Linked DNA regions of Mus musculus: region 2 is linked to region 1. A link is a contact called in public Hi-C data. All regions are on one chromosome and are shown on one strand. The core of a region is the stretch at or near the end of the contact, and the rest is flanking DNA. Distances in the headings are between cores, read along the strand shown. Region 1 holds the start of AI197445 (expressed sequence AI197445). Region 2 overlaps Gm32004 (a long non-coding RNA gene).

Region 1 (7,391 bases), core at 3,353-5,852:
AGCAAAAGTTGTCCATCAACCTCTCTCTATATGTACAAGTACACGGCGAATATTCTCACCAAAAACCACACATGCACTCATACCCCATGTACCCATACCACCACAGAGAGAAGTGGGGAGTGGGGTTAAAAATAGGTCCCAGCAATCCATCCTGTTTGCAGTCACCATACCCGACACTGTTGCTGTTGCCAAGAGGTGCTTGCTAACAGGAGCCTGGTGTGGCTGTTCTATGAGAGGCTGTGCCAGAGCCTGACCAATGCAAATGTGGATGCTTGGAGCCAACCATCACACTGATCTCAGGGACCCTGGTGGAGGAACTGGTAGAAGGACCGGAGAAGAGGAGAGGGACTGCAATCCCATAGGAAGAACAATGGTCGGCTAGCCAGACCACCCAGTGTGTCCAGGGACTAGACCATCAACCAAGGAGTGTACAGAAAGGGATCCATGGCTCCTGATACATATGTTGTAGAGGATGGTCTTGTCTGACATCAGTGGGAGGGGAGGCCCTTGGTCTTGTGGAGGTTTGATGCCCCAGCATAGGGGGGGGGGATGCTGGAGCGATGGGGCAGGAGAGGGTGGGTGGGGTAGCACCCTCATAGAGGCAAAGGGGAGAGAGGAAAGGGCAGATGTGGGATGGGGGGTTTGTGGAGGGGTAACCAGGAAGTGGGATATCATCTGAGATGTAAACAAATGGAATGATTAGTTTTTAAAGAGAAAGAAAAAATAAAATGCATTGTTAAGGAAAAATAGGTCCCAGCATTTGCTGAAGGATTACGTCTATGATAATGAAAATGATAGATGCTGTTCTTAGACTAAAGTCTAAAACACAATGTCACTATTTCTGTGTTTATTGTGTTGTTTTTATACATGGGTTTATACACCCCAGAATGAGACAGTATAGCTCCTCATGAGAATTTTTAAGAGCTTGGGTTCCAGGGTCTTCCCACATAGGCTTAGAATCTATTCTATCATAGCCTGGCATTCTGACTTTAGACAAGTTGCCTCCCTACTCTGTCCCTGGGCCCCTTTTACATCCAGGTAAAGGAATTAATAATAATAATACCTTTTCTTTAGAACAATTATGAGGATAAAATGCATGTAAAGAGCCCACTGGATGCTTGGCACATAGAAATCATTCAGGAAACATTAACCTAGGAGATGTTGTGAAGAAAAGTGTGTCAAAGATGTGATAGTCTCCTTGTCTATTTAGTACTTTTTAAATTTCTGCATTTCCTCTGAAAAGAGATGGAGGGACGTGGCCATTGTTTTCAGAGCACAGAATACATGGGTCTTTCTCTGCTTAGTTGGAGGCAGAGAAAACAGCAGAAAGCAACTAAGAATGGGGTCTTCCAGCAAGCCTTTCAGCCACCTGCGTTCAGACACGGAGGAGGAGGGGGAGGAGGAGGGGAATTCCTGGACAGTATCCTGAGATCAGCTGCACAGCGCCTCGACCAGGGAGGCAAATTCAGAGCCCTGCTATGTAAAATAGAATTATGTTCTGTTTTACAGAATTTTCCTTTAGTCCTTAATCCTTAATGGGACTATGTCTGTTTATATTCTGCTACCTTGTGCATTCTGGAATGCCTTTCTTTCTCTCCTTCCCTTCTTCCCTCCCTCCCTCCCTCCCTCCCTCCCCTCCCTCCCTCCCTCCCTCCCTCCCTCCCTCCCTCCCTCGCTCCCTCCCTCCCTCCCTCGCTCCCTCCCTCCCTCTTTGTAAAATTATTATTCTTTAGGAGAAAATTCAAAACACTCTGTAGAAGGACTGTCTTCCACAGCTACAATACCCGTGCGTTATAAAGAGGGAACTTTGGCATTTAGTACTAACTGGGACATGCATTTCCCCTTAGCTGGGACTTACACAAATTAGTCATATGGTCCATGATCTGTGCCTAGCCATGGTGTTCACACCACCTAAGCATCCGTACATTGATACATTTTATATGAAACTGAACGTCTCTATTTTTTTTCCTCTGCCTTGCATTGGCTACTACGAGAGGTAGCTGTTTAGATGTCTCTTTCCCATACTGCACTGGGGTCTCCTTGAGGGTCTCCTTATCTTAGACTCTTGCTTGGTGGGCGTGGATGTAATCTAGCAGAGCAACTGGAACGACGTGAAGCCCAAGCTAAGGTGTGCAAGCACCTTGCCCACACAGCCCTGTTAGGCTACGAGAAGTGAAGTCGCTACTTTGTACTCGTTTTACAGGTCTCCAGGCAACCACTACAAATGTCACTTCCTAAGCCTTGCCTCCTTACAAGAGTCTCCCTGTCCTTGGCCGAGGTCGCCTGCACTCACAGTCCCTTTAATCGTACTCATCTCTGGTGACCCACTCCAGGGCATCCCCCACACCTTTAAAAACGCTGCCCTCGGAATAAATTTGACTCACCCTCCCTCCCCTTTGCTGCCCTATGCCTTCTGGTTGCCCTGTTCAGTGAGCTGCCCATCATTCACATGGGCCACTTCAAGCTCTGCCACTGTGCCTTTCATCAGACACTACATCCTATTGATTATTCCAACTAAATATTGAACCACTACAGAGTGTGTTCAGACAGAATATGGTAAAGGAATATAAATGAATAAGGCTCATTACTTTATATTCATTCCTGTTACTTCCATCTTCAGCTGGGGCTTTCTTTGGCTTTTTTTTATTTCAAATGTACAGAAAGTTGAAAGAAATTATAATGAACACTCATATACCACCCCCACCCCCAGATTCATCTACCATAAGCAAGAGTATGTTGCTTCTTTCTCTGGAAATGCATGTGAGCACACGCACTTTTAAAATGTCGTGAACCATTTGAAAGCAAAAACAGACATTGTGACACACCATTTCTTAAGGTGTATGAAATTCTTGAAGAGCAAATTCTTTGCCATGGCTCTCTTTAGAGAAAACTATCTATAGATATAAGACATATAGATATTATGGGTTGGCTTTAGGGAGCACACAAAATCATTCACAAAACTTTCAATGTATGAACAATTTTCTTGGGGCCTGGGATACCTGTGGATCTTCTTCAGAGCTTCATACCATCCAAACCAATATTGACTCCCTTCAGGGTCATCCTCTTTATTCCAAATAGGACAATTATGTGATGAAGTTTGAGTTTTCAGCTACCTTAGGCTGATGATAATTCAGACGCTTTTAACATCATTAATTGGCTTTTTATTAGCTACCAGAGAGGATTAGCGTTCCTTAGAAGGGCACACAGCCTTTGTAACCATGTCTCCACTGTGCAGCCAGTCTCTCTTCCACTGTCACAGGTCCCTAGGCTAAATTCCCACTCTGAGCTTCATGGACTCTGCCCTCCACACTTCTTACTCCTTACTTTTGAGCGGTTTCTATTTCCTTCAAGCTCCACTTGCCGTGGAGCATCCTTCTAACGCTCCCCACAGCTCTTTCTGTCTCTACTGTGAACATTCATGGATGGCATTACTTGCCGAATTTACTCCACCTATGTGTTTGCACAGCTTCATGCTCTGTGATGTTGAGAAGCACTCAACATACACATTACTAGATAAATATATAACAGAAAGATCTCACATCCCACCTAGTCACCTGAGCCCTCCAGGTCGGTTCCTGATTCTGTTTCCTGAAGGAGGCTTGCCTGGTCTCAAACACCTGACTTCACTTTCACCAAAGACTTTTTGATCCAAGAGTAGCAACTCATGCCTGTAATTCCAGCACTCGAGAGATGGAAAGTAGAAGAGACTGAGACTGGTCTGGGTTTCTGAATAAATTCCAGGGCATCCTAGGCTAGAATGAGAATCTGTCATCAACAAACAACCGAACTCAGAAAACAAAACAACCCACCACCACCACCACCACCCCCAACACACACACACACAACACACACACTTTTGGGTCCCTGCTCAAGTGACACTCTGTGGTCTTCTAGTTTTCACAGACTGACCTGTTGGCACATCTTTACTATCTCTTGGCTATCCAAATGTGACCACTTGAATAGACAGCCCTATATCCATGCATGGGGAAGCAACAGATAGTCCAAGAAATAGACATCTGTACAGGCACTGGGACACTAAAAATGGCACAAAGGGGGATGGATCAGTTTGAAAGTCAAGAGGAAAAAGCCCCAAGGCTTACTCTGGAGACCATTGTTATTTGGAATAGAATGCAATGCCATCCCCAACTGAAATATAGAAGCTATCATTGGGACACATGACCTTGAACTGGGAGGGAAGCGGGGGCAGGAGCTCAAGGCTGTGTTCTTTGATTTTTTTCCAGGTGACTTCAATGTACCTTTCCAACATTGGCACAAACACTGCTAATCTAGAAATCAGATCCTGACTTGCAAGGTGGCAAGCAGCTGGCCCTTTGGCTAGCAGCCAGGTCTGCAGCACAAGTAGAAACTTGCCAAGGAAAATAGAGCAGCAGGTTGAGGTTGGGGTTCATTCTGTCACGGGTCCCTTTGAATGTAGAAGGAGCTGCCCAAGAGAAGATTCTGCCCCACCCCCTGGGTGGGGTGGGGCCAGGGAGTGGAGGAGGATTGGCTAGGATTCAGAGGAGATGGGCTGGAACTTCCTGCTGAGCCTCCAATTCTCCAGGGAACCCCTCCCCGCACCCCCCACCCGGCCTCCCAGCCCCCACTCCACCCATGACTGTTTGTGTTGGGAGCTGCTTCGAGGCTGCTGAGCTGTCGACTAATGTCAAGGCTGACCTCAGCTGGCAGCGCCCTTCTCCTACTTCCCTGGTGAGTTGTTCCCCATGGGATGTTAGCCCATCTGCTTTTAGAAATGTGGCTGTCCCCAGCCTGTGTGGCCCCCCTCCCGGCTCCCCATCACTATCTCCTGGCTCAGCAGCTGGAATGCTGAGGCCACAGTGAGCGATGTCTCTGCACAGATTCAATCCCCTGTGCTCCAATCAGAATGTATTACCAGGCAGGGCGCGTCAGCTCGGCGATTTGGCTTCAACAATAAATCTCCTTGCTTTCATGAGTTTAAATCAGACTTTAAAACATCGCCCTTAATGTTCTTTTAATGCAGTTTTCTTCTGAATGAGTTCCCTTTAGGTCCAGTCCTTGTCATTAAGACACTCTCTTGGCAAAGGAAGGAGGGCTTCTTCGAAGAAAATCCTGCCAGTTTAGGAAACCAGTTGAATTGCCTTGGTGATGCCAGGAGCCTCTTTCGAATTTTATAAGGACACTTGAGAAAACAAAACTCTCTGACTGTAAATTTAATTTTCTCTTGACAGCTTCAGTGTCTCTGCAACCCCAGACGTTATCCATTACTTCTCTCTTCTGTAATTAAAAATCAAGGGATGGGGGGGGAAATGTACAGGATTAACAACTTCTAATTTTCATTGATGAACTCTAAGAGCTTATCGATAATGGGATCAGAAAAGCCGCCTCGCCTAAGCTTCATTTTTCTAGGTCGGCTGGTTTTAATGGAGGATCAAGCCCAGGGTGAAAAATATTCTGGCTTTCTAAAGAGTCCCAGTGCTAAAGTTAGGGAGAAGGGCAGGGCAGACCCACCGGAGCCTGCGGCAGGAGGTAGCTGAGAAACAGGCTGGCCTTGCCAGTTTCACAGACTCAGCATTCGGGCTTGGGGAGCTGATTACGGGGGAAGATTAAAAGGCTGTCATTCACACACATGTTCCTCTGCTGTGGATGGCTTCAGTAAGAGAGGGGCTTGCACGTATCTGCTTAGGCGGAAGAAGGATATTTCCAATTAAAAGAATATTGGTGGTAATTTCTTTTGAGTTATATATTTGTAGATAACGCTCTATCATGGGATGAGGGCATCCATCCTGTTTATTACCCACAGGGATGTAGTTGAACATGGGTTTCTCAGAGAGATGCTGAGCTGGTCGATAGTATCTGGCTGCATCATCTCAAACGCTGTGACACACAGTCTCACAGCAATGGTGACAGGCATTTGACAGGAATGGCTATTAACATGCACGGATTCCATGAAGCACCCAAGGACAGGAGATGAGTTAAGATGTTCCTTTTAAAGGTAAAGCACAGATACAATGAAGCCTTGGTGAGTGACCTTGAGGTTCTTCTGTAGCAGACGGGCCTCTGCCGTGTGCAAACGGGCTGGGAGTCTGAGGTTCAGGCAGAAATCGGGTGATCTGGTCCCATCGCTTTCTTGCTCAGAGCTGGAAATGTCAGAGCATCTCTAGGGACCCAAAATGTACAGGACAGCAGAAAAAGCCAGAAGTCCGAGATTCTGTCAGAACAATGCCAACTTGATTGGCATCCTTGGGAGATGCTTAAAGCAAACCTAGGAAATCCCAGACAGCTAGGATGTTGCTTTCTGCAAGGTCCCCTGTTCTGGGTATTCTACCATCCCCCTTAGCAGCTGATCTACCTTCCCATCAGAACAAGCTCCATTGTCACAGAATTAAAATGTTGAAGGTATCTACAGCACTAAGACCCGTGGAGATGACACGTGAGTCAGGTAAGGATGTGGACTAGCCAATGGTCAAGCCTGAATGCCAGGCTTATAGTCCATGTGACACTGGGCACAACAACTTTTCTGCAAGATGAAAATCACTTTGGCTCCATCTCATGGGGGTTCTTATGAGCCTTAAATGAATAAATATGCCTAGGGTGTGTGAAATAGTGTCCACAATCTAGAAAACATCCAATCTTCCTGCCTCAGCCTTTCAAGGACTGGGATCAGAGCTTCTGAAACCACACCCCTGATCCAGCTCAATCATTTTTAATCAGAGACTTGGAGGCAGGGGTTGGGGCAGAGTAGTTACTGTAGCATATAATGTGATCCTATGGGGAACATACATGGATGCTTTTCATTTTAATTACTAAATATTTATATGTGATAAGAAAAATTATATGCCAATTATTTCCTGGACACTGTTGATTAGAGAGATAAATCCTCAAAATGTGAACAGATTCAAGAACCTGTGCGATTAAATATGGGCAAATTACAACACAAGCTGCATCGTGAAAGATAGGGAGACTGGCAGGAGCCTTCGGGGGCTCGAGGGCTGGGGAGAGTAACCTTGGTGCAGGAGGAAAGATGATGCTAGAATGGGTGGTAAGAGCATAGGGTTTCATATGATGTGTTGTTAAGTTTGGACTTTGTCCCAGAGGTGAAAGAATGTAGTTGTTTGAGAACTCTGTATTTAACACAGAGAGCTGATTGAGATGGCGTTGCCCATTACGAGATGATAGGAATAATGATAATGGAATGTAGGCATATATTTTTCACAATTTATTTTAATAAGGGTTCAAATTCCTTTCTAGTCTACCAACCACCAGAGATAGAAGAAAAGAAAGGTTATTAAGGAGAGTGGGCCTGTTTAGAAATAGTTCTTTGAGGTGACTCCAGTCTTCATTGCTCTCAGTCCAGCCCCCTAGCAAATATCCCACACGAGCCAGCAGCTGCAGACCAGTCCACGACGAATCAG
Region 2 (7,420 bases), core at 2,248-4,747, 77 kb after region 1:
GAGATTCTGGTTCAGTAGGTCAGAGCTAGGAGTTTGGGTCCAGGGATTTCCATTTCCAACAAACTCAAGACAAAACCATTGGTCCAAAGACCATAGAGTGAAAACCAGATAGTCAGGGCTGACCTTGAACTCATGGAATGAAGCGATCCTCCTGATTCCATCTTTAGAGTAGCTGGGGACCTGAATATGTGTTAGCACAAAGCTAATGTCCATGAGTTAGACTTTCTTGACTTCTGACTCAAAGGCTGTCCGAATGTTTGTCATGATTGTCTATGTTTTTCTTGAAAGCACAAATCATTAACCTTTAGCCTCTTCTCCAGCACACAGACCTGTATTTCTCCCAGCCCCTGGATTAAGACAGGATGGGAGCTGTGGAAAAGAAAAGGGAAAAAAGCACCAAGAAATCCAAATATTTCCTCAGGAATAGGTGTCGATCAGTCGTCTTTGGATGGATATGTGAATGAGTAAGGATGTCACAGTACCAAAGCTGCCAAGCTCCAGGTAAGGAATCATAAACACACGTGCCACATGCTGTCTTATGTGTGATTTTTACAAGTGATAAGTGGGCTTTGTGAGGCATGTGGAGTCAATAATATTGTGGACTCTCCTAGGAAGCTAAAATTACTCTGAGGATCACTGTGTAGAATACAAAATTTAAAACATGTCCAGGTATGACATAGTTGCTTGAACCTGGGAGTTTAGGATCAGCCTGGAGAGTTTGGTGAGACCCCCATCTCAAAAAATATAACTACTATCTATTTTGATAGTATGAGATCACATGTGCATACACACACACACACACACACACACACACACACACACACACACAAATTAAATAAATAGAGGCCATGAATCAGAGATAAAAAGCAAAGGACAAGCAAGAGTCAGAGGGAAGAAAGCAAAGGAAGAGAATGATGTAATCATCTTTTCATTCCAATTTTTTTTAAAAAAGGTACACCAACTTATTCTCTACTAAACGACATAAAAGTTTCTGTTCCATGTTTAAAATCTGAAGTCACAGATGACTTCATTTCCTATGCCTGTTGATTTGACTCTAAAATCTGGATCACTTTAATAATTAGCAACAAAAAAAAATGTGATTCTACTTCCTCAGACCACAGGCTTGCTACTAAGTGCTGGGTAAGCGATGCTCTAGAGAGCAGACCCTAGAGAGGGTGGTAGAGAGTGTGGAGCTGGGTTACTGTGGTCTGCTTTGTGATTATGTTTCAGTTGGGTTCTTAATAAGGTAGCTGGCAGTCATTCATTGTCATAATACTTTCCACTACATCTTCTGCTCTAAGATATTCTTCCCAGAACAAGACCAAGTATTCCAGAGTATGCATCTCTGGACACTAGGTGGGAAACCCCCTGGGTCTTCTCTCTTCTTCCAAGGGGTAAGCTACTGTGTAATGAAGAGACTATCTTAACTCTATTGCCATCCTGCCACAGATCCAGCCTTCCAGTAACAGCATCCCACAGAGATTGGGGAGAGATGAAATTCTCTAAACATAAACATGGATACACGGAACTCTATAGTTTTACCTCAGTCTTTGAAAGGTGACACTTAAAGAATTCTTCTACCAAAGCAGTAGGGGAGGGAGAGAAAGAGAAAGGCCCAGAGAAGGTCAGGTCTGAGATCGTCAACTAGTCAGCATCTGAGAGACACAGTAAGCCCACAGTCTAAACGCCCCAGAAGTTCCCACATGCCTGGTGTGCTTTACCCTCTCAGAAAGGATAGAGGTGCTATTACTTCAGTTCCTGCCTCCAGGTTCCTGCCCTACTGGGGTTCCCGCCTTTGCTTCCTTCATTGGTAAACTATAATGAGGAAGCATAAGCCAAATAAATCCTTTTCCTCTTCACGTGACCTTTGATCATGATGTCTATCATAGTAATAGAAACCGGAGCTGAGACAGACAGTTACCACAGACTCACAGTTCAGCAAATATTCACGGAGCACCTGCTCTGTGTTTGGTGCTATGCTATGCTTTGACAGTTGCCAGGATGAACATGGCATGCCGTTTCATTACAGGGTGGTTCCAGCCAGGGACGTCAGCTTTTGTCACTGTCCCATAGCTTTCTCCTGTTCACCTTTCACCCTCCTGTACCTCGAGTCACCAACTAGACTGGCCGTCATTCCTGACTCTTCATTTCTCTTGGTTGCTATTACTCTATTTTCTTAACATATGAGCTATTTTTCCTATTTAAATTTTAACTTTTGGATATCTGAGATAGATCCTTATAAAGCGTGTGTTAAATGGATGGCTGTCTTCTTATTTTCTGATGTAACCGGGTTGCACCTTAGAACGGTAAGGAGTTGAGAAATTTCAAGGGCCTAACGGTAAGGAGTTGAGAAATTTCAAGGGCCTATAAATCTCACCTGCCATGTTAACTATTTTGTGTCACTACATAATGTATCAGCTTGGAGGACATTTGTTTTAGGAGATAAACAAGCATAATAAGGAGTGTCTTCCTTGTGACGTATCTCTGTGGGCTTCACCTTGGAGCCCTGAACTTTGACTGAGAGTTCACCTGCATCTGGACTACATGGACAAGCATGGGTCTCAGTCATATTTGCAAATATCTAAGTCGGGAGGATACAACTGGAGCCGCAAGAGGGTGCAGGGAGCCTTCTCAGCAGAAACTGAACTGGACACAGGCAGATGTTCCTTTGAACTGAATATGGTACTGAGCGCTGCTAAACTGTCAGTTCAAGGACTGCCTCTATCATCTCCAAGGAAAGCTGGTTCTGTCCCTTCTTGTCATAATTCTCCACAATCTGCCCAGAGTTTGGATTCTGCCTCTCCCACTGCCCCCCACAGCCCTGTCGTGCCTGCAGTGGTCAGAAAGACCATGCCTTTCTGGCCATGTGGAGCCCACACTCTACGGACCATTGTTTCATGGGGCCACACTGTCATCCCCAAAGACGTCCTATTAGGACACTTTGTCAACAGCTGTGGGAGGCTTCCCATCCTATGAAAGGAGGGATGGGAACAGTCTTTGCACACATCGGTGTATAGGTCATTCCAACAGTCCAACAATACCTGATTATTCAAGAGACTCCAATTCATTTCCCTCCGCTCCTCCTCCACGGTTACTCTTGATAGAAACCTAATTTGCAGAAAAATAGCCCCTGCCAGCTAACTTCTTCTCCGGAAAGCATGCTGCTGACCCTGGAACTCTTGTCTCAGCGAGTCCTCATTCTCCTTGTCAATGCCTCAGTCTTGAAAAGCAGTCTTCTCCGTTAAAAGCCTCCCTTGGCCCCCTTGGCACCTTGTTTGGAAGATGGTTTCTTTCCCTCCTATTCTTTGCTTCTCTTTTTAACATGTGTGCCAAAATTGGCACTTTCCTTTCTCAGCTCGCTCCCTTTCGGGTATTAATGCAGGCAGCAATGGAGAAATGTGAGCGATTTTTCCAGCTTCTGCACTCAGCCAGCCCATGGCTGATGGATTGAATGTAACATGCTCTCCCTTACATATCACTATTTAAGTGAAGCGCTTGGGCCGCCTGGTGATGTATGGTGTTATCCAAAGCGCCTGACACAAGCAGGGAGCCAAGGCAGGCTCCACCGTCCTCTGCAAAAATAACGGTGCTAATGGCATTTGGTGCAAATGAGACTCCTGGAGAACACACTGGGCTTGTTTATCTCCTTATTATTTCTCTTTGTCAAGCAGCCTTTCTCTTTCCTCTCTGGGGCTTCACAAGTGTGGCCTGCCAGGGTTATTGGGGGAGGGGGAGAAGGTCTCAAAGAGCTCAAGATTTTGTAACTAATATTGAACGCCAGGGAGAATGGAAGCCAAGGTCAGGTTAAGAATAAAGAAAATTGATTTGGAGGTCAGGGTCATGGGTGTGAAAGGCCCTGAACATTGCCAAAATATTTTCATCATCGCTGTTTTTGTTGTGGAAAAGAACAGAACCTATGTGAGGAGGCTAAGAGAAGAGAGAGAAACTGTCTTGGAGAAACCTGCAGAATCAGAATTTTGCATGATTCGTTGAGTTTATGTTTTCCTTGTTTCCTTGCCTCCCTTGTATGTGGCCAGATCTTGATAATTAAGCCCTTTCTTCCAACATGGAACCCTGGACTTGGGATGAACTATCTCTCTCTCTATCTCTCTCTCTCTCTCTCTCTCTCTCTCTCTCTCTCTCTCTCTCTCTCTCTCTCTCTCTCCATGCTGTTCCCTCTCTCTCTGCTGAAGCTTGAAGACAAATTCTTCCAGTTCTATTTGGGGGACTGAGCTATTTAATGCACCACTGTGGGTCTTTCTACTTCCCGCCCATGCCTACAATATATCTACCACACAGAGCTGTATATTTTAACGAACGCTCGTTATTATTGGATCTCTGACCCGATTTCATTGCTATATTCTGAAGCAGAAAACACGCCAGTGGCATGGAATTAGCAACACATTCTGCCAGTGTGTTAATTGTGCGAGAGCTGTTGGCAGGAGAATCTCCTAGCACAACACATCATTTATTTTTTATTTAAATTTGGTAGCAATGTTATATTGTGTTCAAGGAGAGGTGCCATGACATAAATCACTTGAGATTTACTGTACATTCGGGGGGTGGGGGGGAGAAAGAAAGAAAACCTCTGCTTCATGCAGCCGTGCAGAAGAAATTATGTAATTTTTTTTTTCACTTAGCAGGCAAGCTGCTCGAGCTAATTCCTAATTTTTTATAAAAAGTTGGCATTTCCCAGCAGTGGTTTGGGACATCCTCGGGCCCCAACACGGTATCTGAACGCAGTGGTAGCTGCACAGTAGCAAATCCCTTACTTTGATACCAGCAAATACACATAAAAAGCATAAAAATCAGCCAGGCGTGGTGGCGCACACCTTTAATCCCAGCACTTGGGAGGCAGAGGCAGTCGGATTTCTGAGTTCGAGGCCAGCCTGATCTACAGAGTGAGTTCCAGGACAGCCAGGGCTACACAGAGAAACCCTGTCTAGAAAAAAAAAAAGGCATAAAAATCAAAATCTTCCAGGCCAGAGAGACTAGTTTTCTCTGATAGCTAGCCCTTCTATATACCCCCAAAGACCTGAGGTGACATTCTATAAATCCTGCTAACTCTATAAATGTATGAATGGATGGGGGAGTCCCAAAAAGGGGGGATGGATCCACACAGAGGCCCTACAGAAGAAGATGGCTTTCCATCCTTCCCTTAGGAGTAGGGGCCACCTTTAAACGAGGAGAAAGGTAATATACATTTACCATCATGTTTTACTCAGTCCTTGTCTGCCAGCTTACTGTGCCAGCTGATATATGTCAGCTTGTTCAGACCCTAGCCATATCCTGGATGTATAATTCTATATTCACCCCCCCAACATGACATCATCAACTCTCTTGCCCTTTCCCTTCTGCTCCTGGCTTCTGAGCTGCCTCCTCTCCCCATTGTCCTGTCCTTGTTCTCAGGCATCACTAACCCACTAACCTCCTGCTTGATATCTACCCTCGTTGGCTGCTAACTGTCCTCTGCTTTCCACTGTACAGCTAGTTCAGCCCAGAAGTTTGAAGCAGAATAGGCAAGGGCTGTCCCCTCAGGTGCCACCAACTTGGTAATGAGTCTTTCTCTAGAATAATCCATGGCCTGAATCCGATATGGTATGTAGAAAAAAGACTGAGCTCCCAGCTCCCTGCTTTTGCCCTGCCTTTAGGTAAATGGTTTCTTCCTTGGGCCTGGATTTCACTATGTGGAAAAGAAAAAACATAATGTAGGTAAGAACTGAGTCAGGTGACATTTACAGAGACCTCAGGGTTGGGTTGACCTGTGACCCAGTCAGGTTTCTGGGCTTCCTGATCCCTGAGTCATCATAGTCGTATTGACTGAGCCCATAGAGGCCATCTACCACACCAAGCAAGGTATTAGCAGAGATGAACCAGGGGCAACATGGAAATCAACCCTCATAGAACCTCGAAGAGATGGGGTTTCAAAGTCTCCTACAGACAGGAAATCTGGGACTTAGCCAAGGAAGACCATGCCATCAAGAACAAAAACTATGCTTCCATATCAAGTTGCCAGATTTGAAAGACATATTTGAAATCAGTGCCTTTTAACTATAGTTATTTGGGGTGGTTGTCAAAATAAGGATACAAAGACTGACCCCCATCTAGACCAGCTGAGTGGTAGAGTCCACGTAGGGTTTAGAAGTTAAAGAGGGGTTTAGTGACCAAGGAAACTACTGTCTTCATGTTGTTCTACTGCAAACTCATCTGTCACTGTGCATTCCTACCAAGTAGGCCCTTGACAGAGGGAATTAAAACACTGGCTGTTCCATAGCTTTTATGCTAGTGTCCTCAAAAGACCTACTGTGGGCTCTTATGCTCTCTCATATTTCAGAAAAAAAAAAAAACACACACACACACAGAAATGATAGTACCTCTTGAGTTTTCATAGAGTTTGCCAGACCTGTCAACTTTATTCCTTAACATCCCTGGAGTCTGCCAATCCTCTCCATCTACACTGCTACCTTGTGTTCCAGAATACCCATCATCCCCTACTCTGGACAGTTACTACAGTCTTCTAATAACTCTCTATCCAGCCCCATCACCTTCCAATCCTTTTCTGCCAGACAGCCAGTGCAATAATCTCAAAACACAAAACACTGGACCTGCCCTGACTGTGAAATAGTGGGAACTCTCAGGGTTGTAATCTAGGATGGCAGTGTGAGCCCTTCACAAAAGTACCCAATGCAGGGACTAGTTGGTACCAGTGCTCTCTCCAGACTAGTGCTGTCAGGTTCTTGCCATGTTAGAAAGCACACAGAAGCAGCAAAGTAATGAAGGATGTTATTGAAAAGCAAAGCGGATTTCTGAGTTCGAGGCCAACCTGGTCTACAGAGTGAGTTCCAGAACAGCCAGAGCTACACAGAGAAGCCCTGTCTCAAAAAGCCAAAAAAAAAAAAAAAGAAGGAAAGAAAGAAAGAAAGAAAGAAAGAAAGAAAGAAAGAAAGAAAGAAAGAAAGAAAGAAAGGAAGGAAGGAAGGAAGGAAGGAAGGAAGGAAGGAAAAGAAGAGAAGAGAAGAGAAGAGAAGAGAAGAGAAGAGAAGAGAAGAGAAGAGAAAAGAAAAGAAGAGAAAAGAAAAAAGGGAAGGGAAGGGAAGGGAAGGGAAGGGAAGGGAAGGGAAGGGAAGGAAAGGAAAGGAAAGGAAAGGAAAGGAAAGGAAAGGAAAGGAAAGGAAAGGAAAGGAAAGGAAAGGAAAGGAAAGGAAAGGAAAAGGAAAGGAAAGGGAAAGCGAAAGCGAAAGCGAAAGCGAAAGCGAAAGCGAAAGCTGTAGAGAACAGCAAGAAAATCACAGGTCCTTAGCAAGACTTGTCCAAGAACATCCACTTCTGGGCCTTCCTTTGTCATCCAGGAAGACGAGGAGCTAGTTACTAGGGGTACAGTATGGATGCTTTTCTCTTTTGATTGATGGGTTTGAGTTAT

The links. A called contact is a pair of places that touch in the nucleus more often than the background predicts.
Region 2: a Hi-C map of nephron progenitors shows a contact between it and region 1, with 2.4 times the contacts expected there. The contact joins the enhancer-like site here to the promoter of AI197445 in region 1. A contact is called at or near these places in 3 of 484 Hi-C or Micro-C datasets (cerebral cortex and nephron progenitors), 8 of 115 datasets of contacts at active chromatin or transcription factors (bone marrow-derived macrophages, differentiating embryonic stem cells, embryonic forebrain and 5 more) and 1 of 9 other capture datasets (embryonic stem cells).

What each region holds. Positions count from the first base shown.
Region 1 is chr13:107,465,220-107,472,610 of GRCm38.p6, forward strand. It overlaps AI197445 (expressed sequence AI197445), which reads left to right and starts at 4,603. Exons shown (of 3, transcript NR_045083.1): 1 at 4,603-4,707; 2 at 7,228-7,391.
Region 2 is chr13:107,542,919-107,550,338 of GRCm38.p6, forward strand. All of the region lies in intron 1 of Gm32004 (a long non-coding RNA gene), which reads right to left. Gm31920 (a long non-coding RNA gene) reads left to right here. Exons shown (of 4, transcript XR_382877.3): 2 at 321-501. Among named protein-coding and RNA genes, the nearest start is that of Gm31920, 5.6 kb to the left of the region's middle. Within about 2 kb of position 3,498, at least 22 of the 459 cell types and tissues checked have an H3K27ac peak or open chromatin away from gene starts, as enhancers often do. A contact at or near this core is called in embryonic forebrain, where this site is marked.